2 separate regions of the Sus scrofa genome follow, and region 1 is linked to region 2. Evidence: chromatin contacts called from public Hi-C data. All regions are on one chromosome and are shown on one strand. The core of a region is the stretch at or near the end of the contact, and the rest is flanking DNA. Distances in the headings are between cores, read along the strand shown.

Region 1 (7,524 bases), core at 3-2,502, 100 kb after region 2:
AAGAGATGGAAGCCTCCTTGGAGGTTAAGTACTGCCCACTCCCCAGTCTTAAAATCCAACAGGGGACTGATTTCTAGAGGAAACACATTGCCTCCCAGCAGATCACCACCCTTCCTGGCAAAAGTCTCCTGATCTAGACCAGGGGCCGGCAAACTACAGCCCACGGGCCAAACCCAGCCTGCTGCTTTTTTCTGTTAATGATGTGTAACTGGAACCTAGCCAGGTCCATTCATTCCCATATTGTCAATGGCAGCTTCTGCACTACAAGGGCAAAATGGAGTTGTTGCTACAAATATCTTATATCCTGGGAGCCTAAAATATTTACTGTTTGGCCTTCTACAGAAAAGATTATCCAATCCTTGCTCTAAATGCATGCAGGAGGAGAAGATGCTAAAAAGCAGAGGGAAAGGGCTCCAAAGGGGAGGGGCAGACCCACAGGGTAAGTTCAGCTTGGTTCCCCACACCACCAGAAGCAGGATGGGGTGATGTCTTTGCTTTTCAGTACTTAGAAAACAAACGAAACCCACAAGAGAAGGGGGCTGCAACTCTGGGCAAGAGTGGGATTTCAGGGTCTCCACGGGGAGAGCTGGTTCTACTCTGTCACTTCCAGTTCCCTCTGTAAGTAACAGCTATCCCCCAGAACTGAGCCCTGACCGCCTGCAAACCATTGTCTGTGGTCCAGAAGGGAGAGCAAGCGGGAGGCACTGGGCTTGGGAGCAGCCCTCATGCTGGCCTGGCCTGAGCTTCCAGAAAGAGGGGGAGGGGGAGAGGGAGGACGCGGTGGGGGGAGATGGGGGAAGGTCAGATGTTCATGCATCCTTATGCACTGCCTCTGCTCAGTGCCAGCCACCCAGTTGGCCCTGGGGACCTACCTTCAAGGAGTTTACAAACTTGGGTGACAAAAAGAGAAGCACAGTCAGGCACCCTAGTCAAGGGGGAGCTGCGGCATTTGTGGGAGGGGCCAGACAGCCCAAGGCTAAGGACGAGGGGTGATCTTCAAGTGGCGGCTCCTCTGTGCCAGAGGAACAGACAGGAATGGCCACGCCAGGCCAACAGCAAACGTGCCCTGCTGGGCATTCTACCGCAAGGAGACAGAAACAACTCTGCATCTCCATCCAGTGAGTGACTCATGGAGGTGGGCAGCAGAGGGTCATTCGAGGACAGTGCCCCCAGCCTCCCACCTGCCTACCAGCCAGGCTTTACTCAAGCCCCAAGGAGTCCCTTGTTCGGATTTCCCGGCACTGCCTGCAGCCATCACCGTCACCAAGGGCCCAAATTAGCCGGAACAGCTGACGGGCAGCTGGCCATGGCCTCTCTGGCTGTGTTGTTCCTGGGAAACTAGCACGTTTCACGTACAATTCAAAAACATATGGCTAAGCTGACACCTCTCATCTGAATCAGATCAAGCTTATCAACTTTCCTAAAAGGCTCTCTGTCACTCCAGAGACCAATCACTGAGTTCAAGGCCTCCTTCCACCCCCACCCCCACTGCACAGCTTGTGAATCAGGACTCCCTTAAGGACTCCAAACCCCTTATTCCTACAGGAGCTATATAGGAATGTGGGAGTTACAGTACAGAAGGCTTTTTTTTTTTTTAATGATTTTTGAATGTATGTTGACACAAAGACTGACTAGTAATATGTATGACAGGGCACATTCTCTGAAAAGATCATTTTACACACTGAAATTGTTTTAAAAAATCACAGATGTATAAACTCGCCACATGTAAGGTCAGGAATCAAAGCTAAATTTGGGGGCTACAGAGTTTTAAATGGTCTTCTGTGACATCACCGCTCAAATCTGGGGACATGTGGGGCCAGGGCTGGACAGGACCAAAGAAATAACCATGTTCCACAAATAGAAGATCTGGGACTTCCCACAAACCACCAGCCCTTCTCTATCTCTGGAGAATGACAGGGCCCTGCCCCCAGTTCAGGCCACACATGTAAAGGCTAACCACACATTTTGGTAACAGGGTTAATCAAGTCTCATTACACGAGTTGCAGTCAATGGGTCAGCTTCAGTGCCTGTTCTGACATGACCTAGGAGCTTGATAAAAATGCAGACTCATGGGGTCAACCAAGAATCAGAATCTGCATTTTAACAAGATCCTCCATGTGCTCTGCATACACATGGAAGTCAGATGTTTTCCTCCAATATGGGTAAAGATAACAAAGTAACTGCCCAAGGATCTCCTCAGGGAATGCGCATCTGCTTCTTTGTCTAAACAGCTCCTACTCATTCTTCAAAACCCTTTTCAAATGTTGCTTGCTCTCAAATCCTCCTGATTTTCTCCTGGGAGGAGAGGATCAACAAATGCCTCCTAGGCACTCAGAGTACTTGATAAATGAATACCTTTCCTACAGCATCATCCCTTCATATTGTTTATAATTTGTGGTTGGGGACTGTGTCTCATTTGTGGCTCTGTCCTTAGCTATTAACAGAGACTGGAAAATAGGAAATGTTCCATAAGGGACTAAGTTGAATTGAAGCATGAAATTAGCAGACAGGAAGTTGGCATAAATCAGCCACCACCACTAGCATGTGGGAAAGGCAAAGACAATGTCCCCGCTTGACAATGGGGGAGGGGCCCTTAACAAGATGACTCAAAGGCAGATCCCTCTAGGATAATCAAGTGTACACTCAGCTATCAAAGTCAGGTGGAGAGAAAGAAACAGAATGAGTAAGAGGGACCATCACAGTGTGAGGCGTGGGCCATGAAGGGCAGAGGCGGTGGTATCAAAGCATCTGGCAAAGGGTGGGAGGGGCCAGCTCCCAGCAGACCAGAGGGAAGTGCTGGCAGAGGCTGCCCCTCAGTGGCCAGGAATCAGGATCACAGGAACCTCGGACTCTGGTGGGGACACGAAGACCTCACTCCTACCCACACCTCAGGAAAGGTTCCCCTTGGGTTCCTGAACCCAGAGTGAGAGCCTCCCCACCTTGCCTCCCACTGCTCCTCCAGGCAAGGCCTTCATTTCTCTTTAGCACTCTTGGTAGCAGCAACACCAAGCTGGCCACTACTCCTCAACTAAAGCCGTGGCCCCTCCACCAAAGCACTCCCAAGCTCAAAGCAACTCTCAGCCCCTCAACTGTGACCCAACACATCTTGATGTTTCTGACATTTTCTTTGTTTATTCTTTAGGGCTGCACCTGCAGCACATGAAGTTCCCAGGCTAGGGGTTCAGTGGGAGCTGCAGCTGCTGCCCTACACCACTGCCACAGCAACAATGGATCCAAACCCCGCCTGTGACCTACACCAAAGCTCACAGCAACACTGGATCCTTAACCCACTGAGTGAGGTCAAGGATCAAACCCATGTCCTCATGGATATTAGTCGGGTTCGTTTCTGCTGAGCCACAGTGGGAACTCCGTTACTGTCTTTTTAAAGTATTTACTGAGCACTTACTACATGCCCTGTACACAGGCAGGCACCCCTCCTCACAACCTCAGCACCATTCTTAACCCCAGCAACCCCTCACCCCCGGCAGACAGGTTTAGTCCACCACTCAGGGTCACTGCTGCCACTCCATGTGGCCACGTCTCAGGACAGAACCTCCTGATGGAATCTGGGGGTGTCCCACCCAGGGGCTTGTAGGTGTACCTGACTTGGCCCAACTGTCCCATGGTTATGCATGTGCCAGCTGCTGGCCACAGGAGGGTGACTGGGAAGAGGCCCTTTCTCCTCAGGGGAGGACTCACAAATCAAGGCAGCGGCTGTGGAGACAGAACCTTCAGGGGATACTGAACCACTGCTTATAGAATGAATGAATGGGAGGAGGAAGGAGCCCCCCCCCCCCAGCTGTGGGCAAGAGGGAAACTGGATGAGCGTGAGCACTGGATGGAACTGCCACGTCCAGCTGTTCGGGTTGTGCACTGCACAGCTCTCAGGAACACTATCCTCAAGACCTAAATGGAAACCCTGGAGTTGTGCACAAAGAGGCCCACACTTTGGACTTGGGCTTGGAAGGATGGGTCTCAGCAGAAGAGACTCAGGTTGGTGTTCCAGGGATGGGGTCAGAATCAGTATGGGTGCAAAAGGCACTGTGGGAAGCGTCAAGTCAGCAGGCCTGGACAGGGGTGCATGATGCAGTCTGGCCAGAGCTCAGGGAAGAAGGGCCGAGGGTACTCATTGAAGATATTATTTCAGGCCTGGCCTACACAGTGGGTCAAACCAGTGGTTCTCAACCAACATTTGAGGTTTTGCCTCATAGGGGACATTTTTGGTGGCCACAATTGCAGGGAGCTGCTAGTGATATCTAGCGGGTGGGGGCCAGGGATGCTGCTAAGCATCCTACCTCACCCAGGATAGCTGCCTGACCCACACCACACTCAAAACAAAGATTATCTGCCCCAAATGTCAACAGTGTTGAAGTTGAGAAACCCTGTTCTCAACCAGGAAGGGAGTGATGGAAAGCAAAGGAAGGTACTGATGTGAGAGGTACTGAGCTAAGATCCGCTAGGACGGAGGAATCAGTGGATGGGGGGAGGAGCTGAGGGATGTGGGCTTTGAATCCACAGTGCTGAGAGGGTCCTGCTGTTAGCTGGAGTGTAGCTGGGTGGGGGGATGTGCTGGGTGTCACAGGGAAAAGAGCCCAGGAGTCTGGGATATTGGGGCCACAAAAAGGGTGCAGGGCTCTGCTTCGGAGGACCAGAAGCAGAGCCAAAAATTTGTTTTTTAACAAGAGCCTGGAGACCCAACACTGAGGGAGGAGCAGTGTTGAGTGGGCTGTGCCTCTCTGAACCTCAGTTTCCTCATCTGTAAAATGGGGATAATGTCCCCTTACCTTGCGGTGTTTGGGTGAGGATGAGAGATTGGGCCCAGATTCAGATGCCTGAGACCAGGCCTCTGAAGGGGACAGTCCTCACTATCCAACTTTGTCTTCTGGGGGCAGGGGCTCTGGCAGGCGGGACCCTCCTACACCCCCTGCTCCACCTCCCACTCCCTCCCTAACCCACTCAGACATCCATAAAATGGGAAAACGTTGGTAGCAAAGCCTAGCCCAAGATAATTTTTTTTTTTTGCTATTATTAATCAAACCTTTGAGGGAAAAAAAGTGAAGTGACCTTGGGGCAGAAACCCAAGAGAAGACAAAGTATTGGTCAAGAACTTAAAAGAACCCACAATTGCTTAATCAGATGAAGAGTGTGGTCATTAACTGCAGATCTACTTCGAGGTATGCTCAGAAGGGCCAAGCTTGAGAAAAGCAAGCTCTGTCCTATCTCCTCCTGCCACTCCACCCACCGCCTCTGCTCTCCATTTCACTGAGTCCCCTAAGTAGCAGGCCCCTCTGAGGTAGCTGGCCCACCACACCTTGGGCACAGTATCCTTGGAAAGTAAGGTGGGCAGGCCACACTGGAGGGGCCAGAGTTCCACAGAAATGGGGAGGGGCTTGGAAGCTCATTTTACAGATGAAGAAACACTTAAAACCAGGTCTCTTGTGCATTTCAACCTTCTTCCTGGTATGACAACCCCAACAAATGTTTGATTGCCCCCAGGGGTGGGGTGCTCACTTCTTCACCAAGTAGTCCCTCCTATTGCTGGAGGGCTGCCCTAGAAAGTCCTTATTTCTCGAGCCCAACTCTTTACCCACCCTGTCCCGTCCTGTGCACCTTCCTCTTTCCACATCCCACATATTTGTTCAAGGAGCACTGGCTGAACTCCAATGGGTATTGAGCCTTGTGCTAGACACTGGGCACACACCAGTGAACAGGACAACTGGTGGGCCCCTGCTGTGACAAGGCTCACAGTCGCCTCTCTCGTTTTAGCAGCTTCTCTACATACCAACCTCCCTGGACATGCGGCCTACGGTCCACCCCATCCCACTTCACCCAGGTTCCCAAAACAAAAACGTCTATTCCTCCAGCTGGAACAGTCAACTCTCAAAGTCAATCTCAAGAATGCAAACAAAACTTGCAACAAATAGAATGGTGGGAGTGGAGGACAAGAAGAGTGACACGGATCATGTGGACCCCAAGCACCGTGAGTCACACCATATCATGCTCATAACGGCCCCACAAGTAGACTTGCTATCCTCATTATAAAAGAGGAGGAAGCTGAGGGTCAGAGAGGGAAACCACCTGCTCACTGACATACTGACACAAGGGAGAAGTGGCAGGGTGGGCTCCAAACACAGGCCAGTGGGTGCTTCCAATGCCCGCTTTTATCCTGCACTGGGACCCGGGGGTTCTAAAGTACCGACCCATTTGGCCTGATTGGTCAATTGGATACATGCATCTCATCTTCATCTCCCCCCTCAGCACCACCCCAGGGGCAGAGTCTTTAGGACCAGCAAATTCCACAGAGTTCAAGGGAAAAGGTTGGTGCCAATCTTTGGCTGTGCAACTCGATCCTGAAGGTTACATCAGGGCTTGTCCAGACCTGCCAGGGGCATCTGGTCCCAACCCTTCTGCAGTGTCACCACTCACACCAAAACAGGGCCCCACCAGCATGGGGCTTCATCAATCATCACGACCCTCCTCTTGCTTTTTTCTCCTCTATTTTTTAATTCTGAACAGTGGAAATACTGAAATTGAGAGTTTTCCTCTTTGTTTTGGCTCTTACAAAATGGAAGCCCCACGTGCAGCTCATACCCCTTCCTACGCATGCACAGAGCCTTTATTGCTACTGCTATTATTCTATTATTTTTCCATCCTTTTTTTCCCTTCTTCCCCGTATCCTCACATCTATTTTATCTTCTTGTAGTACCCAAAACTATGAGTCACCCCCCCCCAATTATTTTTGCAACAAGGCGAGTGCTAAATCCATAAAGGCAGTCCTTAGTGCAGGTGAAGGTGTACAAGTGGAAGAAAGTGCTTAAGGGAGAACAATGGAAAAGGAGCACTTGGTTCCAAGGGAACAGCAGGGGGAGGGAATGCTAAGGAAGGAAGGACTTGGAGTCTCGAGGGGGCCACGAGGCCAGTGGCCAAGGCCCATGTGATTCCTCCACCAGCTCTGTTAGCCCCAGACCCTGGCTCAATGGTTAAGGAGCTGCTCGTTCTCCCAGAGGCTCTCATGATGAAGCTGTTGGCAGGAATGGCAAGAACAATGGCCCACTCTGGCCTCCCTGAGCCTGCCTGTGCCTAGGCTTTCAGGAAGAATGTCTCATGTTCACAAAGGGCTCCCCATTCATAGAGTCAGGGGCCCTGATCTAGAGAATCTACATTCTTTTAAATTCCCTTCCTCTTAGAGAGCAAGGTGAAGGCTATGCACCAGTTCCACTTCACCCATCAAAATCTCTAGTGGCTCAAAGTCCCTGCCTGACTTATTCCTTTCTCACTACCTGCCAGTAGCCTCTAAACTCACATCTCTAAGGTGATTACAAAGGCCATCACTTTTTTTTTCTTTTTTAGGGCCACACCTGCATCATATGGAAGTTCCCAGGCCAGGGGTTGAATCGGAGCTGCAGCTGCCAGCCTATACCACAGCCACAGCAACATGGACCTGAGCCACATCTGTAAACTACACCACAGCTTACGGCAAGGCTGGATGCTTAACCCACTGTGTGAGGCCAGGGATTGAACCTG
Region 2 (6,736 bases), core at 2,687-5,186:
CTCAAGGCGAGATCAGGACTGGATTCACCTTTGCTTTCCCAAGGCATGGGCTAGCTGGCGGCCAGCACAGAGAAGGGGCTCAGTTCCTACCTGCTGAATGAATGAACGAGTGAGTGAGTAAATGAGTGAGTCAGTGAGTGAAGTGGACTCAAGAGCTAATGCACTGACCTAGGGTCCTACCGTCCAGCCTTCCATCTCAAGCCTGGCTTCCTAAATGTCACTGTTGATGTCTCTGGTGTCTTTTCAAAAGGATAAAGCAGCTTTAACTGGAGCCAACAAATAATAGAAAACATACTAAATGCATCTCTAAAGAAACTTTCTGGAGCCACCCTGATTTCCCTGAGGTGGCCCAATAAGCCCAAAGACTGATGAGAACAATAGACCCTCACAGGGTTTTTATTTTACCAGAAAAGGCGCTCCCTTATGCAGATGGCCCTGAGGTTTCATGTGTGTGCACCTGCTGCCCCCTGGTGGACAGAGTCAAAGGCAGCAGGAAGCCTTGGAAACGTAAGAAGCTGACTGTCCAACTCCTAAGAAAAATATGTATGTGGTGTTTTAGTTTGCAAAGGACTTTCCCATTCAGTGTCTTATATGAGCCTTAAAACAGCCCTGCAAGGGGCTGGGCAGAGACTCTCCCCACTTCACTGTTAAAGAAACAAGTTAGAGATGGTAAGCTCACAGTAAGGTGAGAAAATTTCAGGTTCAAAAGTTCTGATTCCAAAGCCCAGGTATTTCGACTCAAAGTGTCAATTTCCTCTTGTCACTGTGCATGAGGATCACCCTAGGGTATTGGCTTAAACTACAGAATCTCAGCCACCAATACCCCGAATATCTAGACGTGGGACTGGGAATCTGCATTTTTGACAAATGTTCCAGGTGACGTTGGTGTAATCAGGTCCAGATACTTGGACTGGCTTTTGGAAGAAACTTCCTGGTATCACATGGCCTCAGACTCTGTGCTTAGACAACCTCTTAAGTCTGTTTGAGCTGCTAGAACAAGAAATCATGGACTGGGGGGCTTAGAAACAAAAGAAATATCTCACAGTTCTAAAGACGCCAAGTTCAAGATCAAGGCACCAGCAGATGGGTGTGTAGGGAAGGCCTACTTCTTTATACACAGATAGGCATCTTCTGGCTATAACTTCATGTGACAAGGGAACTCCCTGGGGTCTCTTTTACAAAAGCACCAAACCCACTACCCTCTACTCTCTACATGCATACCTCCCAAAGGCCCCACCTCCCAATACCATCACATTCGGAGTTAGTTTCATCATGTGAATTTGGGTGAGACATTCAATTTATAGCACTCTCCTTCTGCTCCACTCTCAATGCTAAGCTTCCAATCTCTTCCATTTGCTCTTCGCTGGATGCCTTCACGCCAGTAACAGCTCAAATCTTCTAAGAACTCATGTGCCAGGCACATCACCCACACTACTCATTTAGTCTCCCCCCACAACCCTTACTGGTTGGCGCTACCAGCTTATAGAGGGAGATCTCTGGGCAAGCATGGGTGATCTGCAGGTGAGCCAGGGTGGAAACTCTGGGCCATGACCACGAGGCCACACAATGTGGCTCTGGGCCCTACAGGGCATCCCACACTGTGTCCCAGCCCCCTTCAAGTCCTGCCTGGTTTTCCAATCATGGGACAAAAACAAATGGTCACTAAAATGACAGGGGCTTATTTTGGCCTAAAAGACTAGCTCCCCACATCCAGGTCACATCTATCTTTTAGCTGGAAATCCCAATTCCATCAGCTGATGAGGAAGTGGCAAAGAAATGCCCCCAGACCTGACCACATAAAGACAAGCAGCAACCACTCCTACAGCGTGGGGATGAGGCTAGAGGGAGGGAACTCCAAATCTGGATGCCACAGGGCTCTTCTGTCCCCAAGTATAGGAAAACCATCAACTGCTTAGAGTACTGCTAGATAGAACATTCTATGGTACTTTTTTCTATGCCTGTCTGATGCCAAGGATTACAAAATTAGAAAATAAGCACAGGTCAAAAAGTTTGATTCTTAAGAAGAAAAAGGAAAAAGAGAGAGAAAGAGAGAGAGAGAGAAAGAAAAGAAAAGGAAAAGAAAAGAAAAGAAAAGAAAAGAAAAGAAAAGAAAAGAAAAGAAAAGAAAAGAAAAGAAAAGGCAGGCAGGCAGGCAGACACAGGAATTCCCAGAAGTGGCCCCTGTGGTCTGTTAAGAGATGCAGCCCAACTCCCAGAACGTTAGGGAAAGGCTTTCCTGGCCTTGTTCCCTGGGTTCCCAAAGCTGGAGGTTGGAGGTCAGGAAAGGGCAGATTATGGGGCTGGGGGTCGCCTCAGGGTCCCCATCCATACCTCAACCACAGCAGCTCTACTTGATCTGTGAACCAGGTTTATGGATCTGGATCCCACAGAAGATTTTATTTGAGGGAGAAAGGTAAAAACTTAAAAGGAAAAATGAGATCCAATGCAGCTCCCTCAGGTACAAAAAGGAAACTGCCCCAGAGGTGAATGGACTTGCTCAGGACCACAGAGCTGGTAGAGGCCAGACTGGAATTAAAATCCGGTAGTCTCGGAGTCAAATCAACATGTGAGTTCCTCCAGCCCTTGGGTCAAGCCTTGCGGTCAGCACTGACATACACTACACGCATATAACACGGTCATGAGCAAAACCCAACAGCCCTGGGGTGGGCGGTCCAGCTGAGGCGGAGACAAGTCCAATCAGGGACCAGCACACACGCATGCGCCCCACTGGGCAGCGAGATCCAGCCGGACCTGAGGGCGACAGGAAAATGACCCAGGGAAGCTGGGCACGTGCCAGATGAGCTGAAGGGTGAGGAAAAGGGGAGATGGTGAAATAGAGGTCACTCGTGGACATTTTGATGCACGAGGCCTGGGTCACTCGTCACCTGGAGAGGCACTGTGATAAGCGCCTAAAGGAGTTTCATTCACGGAAGAGACAGCCTTTCCAGGTACTAAGCACCTACTACAAACGCTGAGCTCTGCCCACCTGATATCTCCTCAACCCGCCCTGACAAGCAAGCTGTATCTCATCTCGGAGATGAGGAGACTGAGGCTCAGCGAGGTTAAAAGAACCGCCCAGTGTCACACAGATGGTGAAGGGTAGGGGTAGAATTTGAACCAGAGTGTATATGCTCTTTCCACAATCCCTGACTCATAAGAAAAAAAAAAAAAAAAAAAAAGCAAAAGAAGACTGGAATTCCAGCTCTGGGGCCCAGCGGCTGACTGAAGAAGGGTCTTTGCTGCTGAGAAACGTAACTCCACAGTCCTGACTGAAAAAACAGTTCTCTCATCACTCTTCCAATCAAGGGCTGCACATGAACTAGAAATTGAAGTTGGCCTCAATACAATAAGCTGACAGGTGTTGAAGGCCAGGTTGTTGGGTGCTATAGAGAATGACGGGGACCTGGAGAGAGGAAACCCAGGTAGGGGAGGAAGTCCCTCCTGCCTTCTAAGCAGGGATCCTCCTCTACACCTGGCAAACACACACCATGCACACATCCACACCATGCGCACACATACACACATATGCATACACACATAATACACATATGCACATGCTCATACACACAAAAATACATGCATGCACATCACACGCACCATGCACACTTATTTACACATCTGTGTGCGAGCACACCCACATGTGCTTATAACCACCACCATTGCCTTGGGTCTTGGGCATCCTCATCAATCAAAACTACTTGATTTGCACATGGATTCTCTCACCTTCCTCTGCTGGCAGCCTCCCTCTCCTCCCATCCCCTAGTCTCAGGGCAGAGATGCCAGGTTTCTAGGAAACCCTTACTAAGCCCAGCATGCTCCTGGCCTCCTGGCAGAGGCCCAGTGTCTGTCAGTGCCTGGTAGAAAACAGGGCTGAGGTTGTCCTTTGGCAGGGCAATAAAGAAAGAGACAGCCACTTGAGTCTGGTGCTCTTCTACTGAACCAGGATCAGAGCCATAGTGTCTGGTGGCCAGTTTGGGGGTTAGGGCTGCCCTGCCCTTCTGCTCTCTACCCTCGAGTGACTTCAGCTTGGTCTGGGGCTACACAGCAACAGCCAACTCAGGCAGAAATAGCAAATTAAGTCACATCCTGGCTGCAGCAAAGGTCATACAAACAGATAACAAAGCAAGGGGAAACAGGCAAAAGTTATCAAACAGCTGGATGACCCAGGGACCATCTGGGATTTTGTCAGAACCATCAGAATAAAGGGACACTGTGGCTGAGGGCTCACTGGGGCTTGATTAGGTCAGTGTTTCTGTAATCCAGTTTATTCCAGCTGGATTTTTCTCATTGGGTCATGTTCACATGCCAGCAGCGTGTATGAGCCACATGGCCTTGACCTTAACACACACGAGACTCCCTTTCTGGCCTAAAATGACATTCATACATAGCCCATTTACATACCAGTTTTGAAAAAGAAATGGAATGCCCAAACTGAAACATAAAGGAGGAATGAGAAGAAAGCAGTGTTTTCATACATGTATTTCAATCTGTGATGCTTGAGCACAGTGGCCTGAGGAACCCCAATAAAGCCATCAGAGGGTAACAAGTTTGGACTTAAGAGAAGGGAGAGGATTAGAAGCCATTTCAAACAAGACACAGGGGAACAACAACCATCAGAGATGAACACCAAGTAACAATAAGCATTGCATTAAGTTGTAATTGACCAGACCTTGTAGAACTAAGTTCTCCGTGACCGTTGGCAGCACGTGGAATGACGCTCCTCTGTATGGATATCCCTGAGTGCTGGGGACACCTCAGCTTTCCTGGACTCTGTCCACCCAATGCCAATAGCCTTGTTTCCAATTATTCTAACAACCCAAACCCCTCCTCTCCAGTTGTCCAATGCCCAGAGGCAGAAAAGAAGCATCCCCTTGAGGACCACAGAGGTAGTCACACACAGGGACATCACGTTGACACCAGAGGTTGGAGGCCTTGGCTCCTCAGACGGAAGGAGATGAGCTGGAGACCCTTTGTGTTACCCCTGCCACCACCAGGCTCTGCCCCCAGCAACCAAGATATACCCCAAACCAAGGCACAACTTGTGCCGCCCTCGCCCTCCCCACACACAGAGACCAGGGCATGGCTGGAGGCAGCCACACCAGGAGGTCTGCAGGTCTCAGGCATCTCAGAGCCTCTGGGATCCATCCCTTTGCTCCTCAGTCAAGTTCGTACACAATGATCCACCCAGCCCCCGAACTGCCCTTCCAAAGCCGACCAGGCATTCAATGTGCAGTGTGCCCCCTCCACTCACCCACTCCCCCTGCAACAGGTGGAGTTCCAGCGTGTGCTTGGGTACACGGGACATCCAGGTCATGTTCTACTCAATGGGCAGGTTCTAAGGCAGCACATGTATCCAAAATAGTTTCTAAAATTTACCTGTCCACAGGCACCAGGTAAGAGATTGGTGTACAGATCCCCAGCTCATCCAACACAGCAGATTTTCTCTCTAGCCTGGGACTACCTATTTCTTCAATTACGGTGGGCATGAGGGGTGCTTACCCTGAGAGCCACCATGTTGTAAGGAAGCCCACACTGCAAGGAGAGACCATGTATAAGTGCTCCACCTGAGAGCTGCCATCAACCACCAGATATCTGTGCAAACCAGTCTTCGGACAATGTTGGCCCCCCGCCCTTAAGCCACCCCTTCCTTCAAATCTTCCAGGCAAGGCCCCAGACATCATGGGGCAGAGATCAGCCATCCCACCATGGCTCCATCTAAATTCCTGAGCCACAGAATGAGGAGTACAATTTTGTTTGTTTCTGCAAAGTACACTATTTGTTGTGCACTATTTGAAGCGCACTATTTGGCAACCAATTCCTGTGTACCTTTCAGTCTCTCAAAATCACTCAGCTCCACAAAAGACCCACACTTGCAGAGACACACCAGAACTGAGACGGACCCAGGGAAAAACAAAATCAGCCCCACACTCAATCAGGGCTTTTGCTCAGAGGCCAGAGGCAAAGCCCCCACCCTTTAAGGGACGGTTCCTAAAGGACTGTGTGTAGTATGAATTCTCGTAGGTTAAACACATGACAGATTCCAGCAGAGGGGCTCCAGAAAGACTAGTCATTTGACAGAGGAGTTGAATTTTCTGGAAGGACACACTGGGGTTTGCATGTAATTGTCCAGAGCAGTCAACAGTGAGTCAATGCAGAAACCTCCGCAATCCTCGATGGCAAATGTGAGTGGCAGACGCTGGGGGCAGCTGTGCGATGTCAGAGTATGGTGCAGCCGCAGCAGTACTTCTCGGGGTAATCCACCACGTACACTCTGTGGTCAGTGCCGTAGATGTAGTAGACATAAGTCTTTCCTTGGTACCAATAACGAACTTCCGTGAGAGGGACCAGCTCAATGGTCTGGCGCTGAGCAAACAATCGACCGAGAAAAACCTTAGTGTTCTGATCAAGTCACTCGCCTGCTCAAGAATCTTCAGTGGCTCCCTACTACCTGTGGGCTGAAAGTCATGCTCTGGAGTTGGCCTTTTGGCTCCAGCCTGCCTTCTAGATGCTTCTACTATGCTCCTTCACACACCCTAGCCCTGGCCCAAACTGACTTCTCATCTTTAACCATCATCTGATTCTAAGTTTCATGAGGTAGGGATGCAGACATCCCCAGGGGAGTTTCAGGAGGACTGGAAAGCCAACGGCCAAACAGGACATCTTCCTCATGTTTTTAGGTGGGGAGGGGAGGGGGCAAGGCAGAGAAAGGTGGATGTAATGTCATTTGAAACATTTT

The links. Hi-C and Micro-C count contacts between places; a contact is called where the count stands out from the background.
Region 1: a Hi-C map of embryonic fibroblasts shows a contact between it and region 2, with 3 times the contacts expected there. The contact joins two enhancer-like sites. A contact is called at or near these places in 5 of 47 Hi-C or Micro-C datasets (embryonic fibroblasts, heart right ventricle and skeletal muscle).

The regions. Positions count from the first base shown.
Region 1 is chr13:65,142,174-65,149,697 of Sscrofa11.1, forward strand. The region is part of intron 1 of OXTR (oxytocin receptor); the gene reads right to left. Among named protein-coding and RNA genes, the nearest start is that of OXTR, 7.5 kb to the right of the region's middle. Within about 2 kb of position 1,253, at least 9 of the 83 cell types and tissues checked have an H3K27ac peak or open chromatin away from gene starts, as enhancers often do.
Region 2 is chr13:65,035,250-65,041,985 of Sscrofa11.1, forward strand. SSUH2 (protein SSUH2 homolog) reads right to left here. Exons shown (of 11, transcript XM_005669743.3): 11 at 5,944-6,363. The coding sequence ends at 6,217. Among named protein-coding and RNA genes, the nearest start is that of SSUH2, 28 kb to the right of the region's middle. Within about 2 kb of position 3,937, at least 5 of the 83 cell types and tissues checked have an H3K27ac peak or open chromatin away from gene starts, as enhancers often do.